2 separate regions of the Mus musculus genome follow, and region 1 is linked to region 2. The links are chromatin contacts, called in public ChIA-PET maps. All regions are on one chromosome and are shown on one strand. Each heading gives the region's core, a stretch centred on a gene start, on an enhancer-like site or on the middle of the called end of the contact. The rest is flanking DNA. Distances are from core to core; before and after follow the strand shown. Region 1 has its middle 12 kb from the start of Gm33831. Region 2 overlaps Saraf (store-operated calcium entry-associated regulatory factor).

What was found. ChIA-PET counts read pairs in DNA pulled down with a chosen protein or histone mark.
Region 1: an RNA polymerase II ChIA-PET map of memory CD8 T cells shows a contact between it and region 2, with 2.8 times the contacts expected there. The contact joins two enhancer-like sites. A contact is called at or near these places in 1 of 39 promoter capture datasets (pre-B cells), 6 of 484 Hi-C or Micro-C datasets (Sertoli cells and embryonic stem cells), 2 of 115 datasets of contacts at active chromatin or transcription factors (effector CD8 T cells and memory CD8 T cells) and 1 of 9 other capture datasets (embryonic stem cells).

Annotation. Positions count from the first base shown.
Region 1 is chr8:34,396,890-34,399,773 of GRCm38.p6, forward strand. No RefSeq gene overlaps it. Among named protein-coding and RNA genes, the nearest start is that of Gm33831, 12 kb to the left of the region's middle. Within about 2 kb of position 1,257, at least 66 of the 459 cell types and tissues checked have an H3K27ac peak or open chromatin away from gene starts, as enhancers often do. A contact at or near this core is called in memory CD8 T cells and pre-B cells, where this site is marked.
Region 2 is chr8:34,162,458-34,165,662 of GRCm38.p6, forward strand. Saraf (store-operated calcium entry-associated regulatory factor) reads left to right here. Exons shown (of 6, transcript NM_026432.4): 3 at 2,684-3,083. Among named protein-coding and RNA genes, the nearest start is that of Mir6395, 2.7 kb to the right of the region's middle. Within about 2 kb of position 1,379, at least 67 of the 459 cell types and tissues checked have an H3K27ac peak or open chromatin away from gene starts, as enhancers often do. A contact at or near this core is called in memory CD8 T cells and pre-B cells, where this site is marked.

The sequences.
Region 1 (2,884 bases), core at 7-2,506, 230 kb after region 2:
TCCCATGCTCAACTCATCTCTTCATTCACAGTCAGAGCTAACCTGAAAATTAAGCTCTTGTATACACCACAGTGGAAGGACCTGCTGCCATTGTGGAGGGCTGTCAGGCTTTGGCTCTGAGAGTGAAATGGCTTGTGCCGCTACCTTAACCTCTGTATTCTGTCTGCAGTGGACAAGAGTGCTTTCAGAACAGGATCATTTGGTGCCTTTCCCACCATCATTTCCAACCAAGGCCTAGCATTATAGGAAGCAGCATCCTGGAGAAATTTAACAGAATCCTAAGGACAGGAACCCAAGCCATAGGCAAGAAAAAAATACAAAAAACCTAAACCTTCGAGGTCCCTGTTTTTGCTATTGGGGTCTTTCTTCTCACTTCCAAACCACCATGTCTATAGGGAGCCAGAGACACTCTTCCTCCTCCTCTTCTTTGAAATTGTAAAATAAGAAGATATATTATAGATGGGTATTTTGCCTGCTCGTATATCTGTGCACTATGTGCATGCAGTGCCCACAGAGTCCAGAAGAGGGCGTTGTATCTTTCTGGACCTGAAATTAAAGATGGTTGTGAGCTGCCTCGTGGGTGCTGGGATTTGAACTGTGTTCTCTGCCAGAGTGGCCTGTGCTCTTTATTGTTGAGCCATCAGCTCTCCAGTCCCAGTAATGTCCTTGTTTTCAAATAGCGAGGTTGTTTCTTTCCCTACTAAGATAAGCGACCCAGATTTCAAAACTGACTTCTGACTGTGCTTTCACTTTGCCCCTAAGGACTCTCCCTCCCTTCTTAGAGTCTGGGGTGTGTGTGTGTGTGTGTGTGCGCGCGCGCGCGCACGTCCCTGATGAAACTCCTAGCCTTCTGCTAGAGCCCAGAACGGAACACAATACTTCCCAGGGTAACTGGCAGAGGAAAGATTTGATGAACCCGCTTCTCCCTGGGCAGTGCCATGGTTATCTGGGAAAGAGAAGGTTCACAAGCACCTTGTCAAAGAGCCCCTTACTATCCTTTGTCCTTTGCAGAACTGCATCTCAGTGTTCAGTTGCCAGCATGAATGGCTGTGGTTACAGGAGCGAGAGGCGGTGGGAGGAGGGTGTTTAGCCGCTTCTGGTCCCAGCGCCCCCCCCCCCCCCCCGCAGCGGTGTGAGAGGTTTTTGACTCTGCACGTGCTGAGAGCTTTTATCTCTAGAAGCCACTTGAGGTTGTTCAGGAGGCTTGATTAGAGAAAGGTGAACGGTTGCCAAGGCAACCTCCCTTTGATTCATTCATAGAATGGGAATTGAAATATTTAAGAGAGAGCCGAAAATAATGGCCACATGAGAGCAACCCACACATATCCTGCTCAGGAAACGTGGGCCGTTGAGACAAAGAACACAGAGGTTTGAATGTGTACAATCAGGCTTACCTGGTGTCTGCATTTTCCGTGAGTAACCCCAAGCCCCCACACCCCATTTCATACATACACACATGCATCAGCCTGGCATAGGGAATATTTTAGCGTGTCAACTTACTCTTTAGTGCCACAAGTCACAGCTTTGCTATGACAGTTGGCATGAAAATGTAAGTTTTCTCTCTGTGAATATGTCACCTGGCTTTCTACCAGATCTTTAAGATTTATTTATTTTTATTTGATGCATATGTGTAAATGCCTGCATGTTTATATGTGTGTAGCACATGTGTGCAGGTGCCTGTGGAGCCCAGACACTGTCAGATCTCCTGGAACTGCAATTAACGGCCATTGTGAGTTGCTTGGTGGGAATGCTGGGAACTGAACTCAGGTCCTCTGCAGAGGCGGCAACTGCTCCCACTGAGCTGTCTTTTCAACCCTATTTTCTAGACTTTATTTGCCTCTGGTACAGTTCTACCTGCGCTCTGCAACCTACATCTTGCTTATTTATGCATTTAGCCATCCACTCAACAAGCACTGATCTCCTGTGTGCCAGGCTAATGCACACATACAGCTTGTGTTGGACTTTTGTTTACTGTTGGATGCAGTTCTGGTATTGAGTGCTCCCTGCACAGGCAGGAGAAATGGGTTTTGGGGGCAAGGGTGGGGGAACCCCTCCGGAGCAACCTTTACCCAGGCCGATCAATAGAGCTCAGACTCTTTTTTTTTTTTTTTCTCTCATGAAACACCTCTCACACCACTGCCATTTCAGGCCAGAGCTTCTTTCCCAAGCAGAGCCTTTGCCTGCTAGTCACTGACCCTTGAAACAGCCCTCCTTGTGCATCACTGGCTCCCAGCACTAACCCAGCTCATCCACCCTTGAAGTCCCGATCCACACGCTGTTCTTAGACACAGCAGTTTAGCTCTAAGCCACTCAGCTTGACTTACAAAGTCTATAAAATCGTATATAATGTTCCAGTGAAAACCCCTGATGTTATTCTTTGATTTCAGCTGCTGTTCCCAACAGCCTTATTTTCTCAGAGTGTGAAAACTGACCCTGGTTATTCCTCCTGATTCATGGTTGCACAAACCACCCTACTTATCATGGCTGGTTTTCCCCCTTTGCTGGCCTAGAGCCATCACCTCGTTGTTACCCATCCCTCAAGACCTCCGAGCGAACCTCTCACTAATTATTTTTCAGTATTCACCATCCTCTTCTCCATAGGCATAGTAGTTTTTCTGGAACTGTGGCTTCCAGGACAAAGATCACACATCCCCGTTGTTCACTCCTTGCTCCTTTGTATGGCTGGGTTGTGAGCGGAGTGTGCGCTTTCTGAGCTACGTGGAGGTGTAATTATACACAGATGGCAGGCCACAAAGAGGGAAGGAGTCTTGTTTGCCAACAGCATGGGGCTAGAAATTTATAGGTAAGGGATTAGAGAAATCACTTGCTGGCTTGCCTAAGCCTTGGGAACATGTGTTTCGGTTGTGACAGATTTGTAGACGAA
Region 2 (3,205 bases), core at 129-2,628:
CTGTAGGCCTGGTGGCCTGGAACTGGCTGTGTGGACCAGGCTGACCTCAAACTCATAGTGATTTCCTTGCGGCTTCTTCCCAAGTCTTGGGATTAGAGGCATACAGCAACAAAAAGAAAAATAGCATATTATGTAAATAAAAAACATTTGGGCTTGAAAGAAATCATCAAGAAAGATGCCCCAAAGCTGGGTTTGGTGGCCCACGCCTTTAATCCCAGTGCTCAGGAGGCTGAGGCAGGTGGATTTCTGAGTTGGAGGCCAGCCTGGTCTACAGAGTGAGTTCCAGGACAGCCAGAGGTTCATAGTGAGATCCTGTCTTAAAAGCCTCCAAAATGAGCGAGAGAGAGAGAGAGAGAGAGAGAGAGAGAGAGAGAGGGGAGGGGAGGGGAGGGGAGGGGAGGGGAGGGGAGAGGAGAGGGAAGAGAAGAGAGGGAGAGAGAGGGGGAGAGAGAGGAGAGAGAGGGAGAGAGAGAGGGGAGAGAGAGGAGAGGGAGAGAGAGGGAGAGAGAGAGAAAAGAGGGGAGAGAGGGAGAGAGAGGGGAGAAAGGGGAGAGAGAGGGAGAGAGAGAGGGGAGAGAGAGGAGAGGGAGAGAGAGGGAGAGAGAGAGAAAAGAAAAGAGAGGGGAGAGAGAGGGGAGAGAGGGGGGAGAGAGAGGAGAGGGAGAGAGAGGGAGGGAGGGAGGAAGAGAGAGAGAGAAAACAAAAAGAAAGATGCCCTAATTATGCCTCTCCTATACATACATATACTCCTATGTATTCAAGAGAACTAAAGACACATTTCTTCCCCAAATCTATAAAGATATTTGCAGGAATATTCAAATAGCTAAAACCTAGAGACAGCTGGAATGTCCTTTGGGAATGAGTCATACAGTGTAGTCCATTCCTAAGGTAGAGTGTTGTTTAAGTCATTAGGAAGGACAAGGTGCTGCTTGATACTGTAACACGGGTGGGCTTTGAAAATGCTCTGCTGAAGGAAGACAGCAGTTACAGACTCCTTGGAGTCTCCTCACAGGAAATGGCTAAGTAGGGGGAGGTAAAGCAGACAGGGTGGGGGCCAGGAAGGGGAAGTGGCAGCTGTGCACGGGCTGAGGTTTCTTTGGGGATTGTCGAATTACACCTCAGCCTAGCTATTTATTATAAACAGTAAAACAGTGCACCTGAACTTGAAAGAGAATTTGAACAAAACACAACCAACAGAACCGGTTACACTGGCCTGGCTTGTACCTCTAAACCTTGGGAGGAAAACATCTTATCTGTCTACTTAGTTTTTGATGGTGCTGTTGTACATGGATGTTGTACATGCTCAGCCCCTGCCTGCCTTACACTCCAGTCTGAGTTTTGTTGTTTTGATGAGAGATATTTCTGTGTTCCCTGGCTGGCCTGAAACATGGTGTGCAGCCTCAGCTGGCCTTGGACTTGAGCCTTTGGGCAGTCATCTCTGGCTGAAACCCTGTTTTCTCTAGGTCTCTTCTCCCCCCACCCCCCCACCCCCTGTAAAATGTAAGCATCATGGACTCTTTTTGGAGTTTTATAAATATTGTTTTAAAAAAGTTAAAGAAGATTATGTGGGATTAGCCCCTGTAAAGTCAGTCCATGCTTTTAGAAAACGTGCATGGGAAGTTTTGCTTTGCAGAAATCATTAGCTCTTATTTATCTGACGCTTGTTTAACAACCATTTCACTGTGTTCACATCATTTCCCGTTCCTTTTTCTAAGTCCTCTCACACACTCCCCTTGAATTCACGGCCTTTTCCCCTTTAGTTGTTATTACTGTATATATACAATAATATACAATATACATAATTAATATTTAAATACAATGTGCTGAGTCCCTTCACTTTTGCAAGCATGTGTATTCTTAGAACTGACCAGGTGGTATTAGATAACCAGTTAGGGGGTTCTTCCCTGATACTGATTCTTTAATGATTAACATCTAAACCATCTAGCTGTACAGGATGTACCTATGACAACAGTGGCAATCAGGTGATAGTTTGAAGATTTGCCTTTGTTTTATAAATTGTGGAATAACTGACATGTGTTGTCTTAGTTGCTGTAAAGAGACACCATAACCATGGCAACTCTTATAAAGGAAAACATCTAATTTGGGGCTGGCTTACAGTTTCAGTGGTTTAGTCAGTATTATGGTGGGATGCACGGCAGGATATAGGCAGACTTGGTGTGGGAGGAGCTGAGAGCTCTACATCTTTATCTGTAGGCAGCAGAGTCTGTGTGCCACACTGGGCATAGCTTGAGCATAGGAGACCTCAAAGTCCACCCCCACAGTGACACACTTCCTCTAACAAGGCCAAACCTCCTACTAGTGCCACTCACTATGGGCCAGGCATTCAAATTCATGAGTCTATAGGGGCCAAATCTATTCAGATTACTACATCTGCTGGCTGTGTTGGTGCAGACCTTTAATCTCTGTGAGTTCAAGGCCAGCCTTGTCTACAAAGTAAGTCCAGGACAGCCAGGGCTACACAGAGAAACCTTGACTCTAAAAACAAAACAAAACAAAAACAATTACCTCCCCCGACCCCTACAACACGTACAGAAGGATGTGCAATGTGCCATCTGGGGAATAAGGAAAAGCGACAGAGTGAGTGCTCGTGTACCCGCCCGCCAGCAGTCTAAGAAGCACCCAGTAGACCTAGTCTCTGACGTTGACGCTCTCTCTTTCACAGTGGGAATGTAAGACCGACTTGGATATTGCATACAAATTTGGCAAAACTGTGGTGAGCTGTGAAGGCTACGAGTCCTCTGAAGACCAGTATGTCCTCAGGGGTTCCTGCGGCTTGGAGTACAACTTAGATTACACAGAGCTGGGCCTGAAGAAACTGAAGGAGTCTGGAAAGCACCAGGGCTTCTCTGATTATTATCACAAGCTGTACTCCTCAGATTCCTGTGGCTTTATTACCATTGCAGTACTGTTTGTTCTCGCCTTTGCGGTTTACAAGCTGTTCCTCAGCGATGGCCAGGGGTCGCCTCCGCCGTATTCTGAGCACCCGCCATACTCAGAGCACTCTCAGAGGTTTGCCAGTGCCGCAGGGGCGCCTCCTCCGGGCTTTAAGTCGGAGTTCACAGGTATGTTTCCCTGCTCAGCGGGTCCATGGGTGTGTGGGAGCTGGCCAGTCACGTGCCTGGTTTGAAGAGGAGGTTAACATTGCTGACCTACTGAATTTTTAAAAAATCTGTTCTTTTTTCCA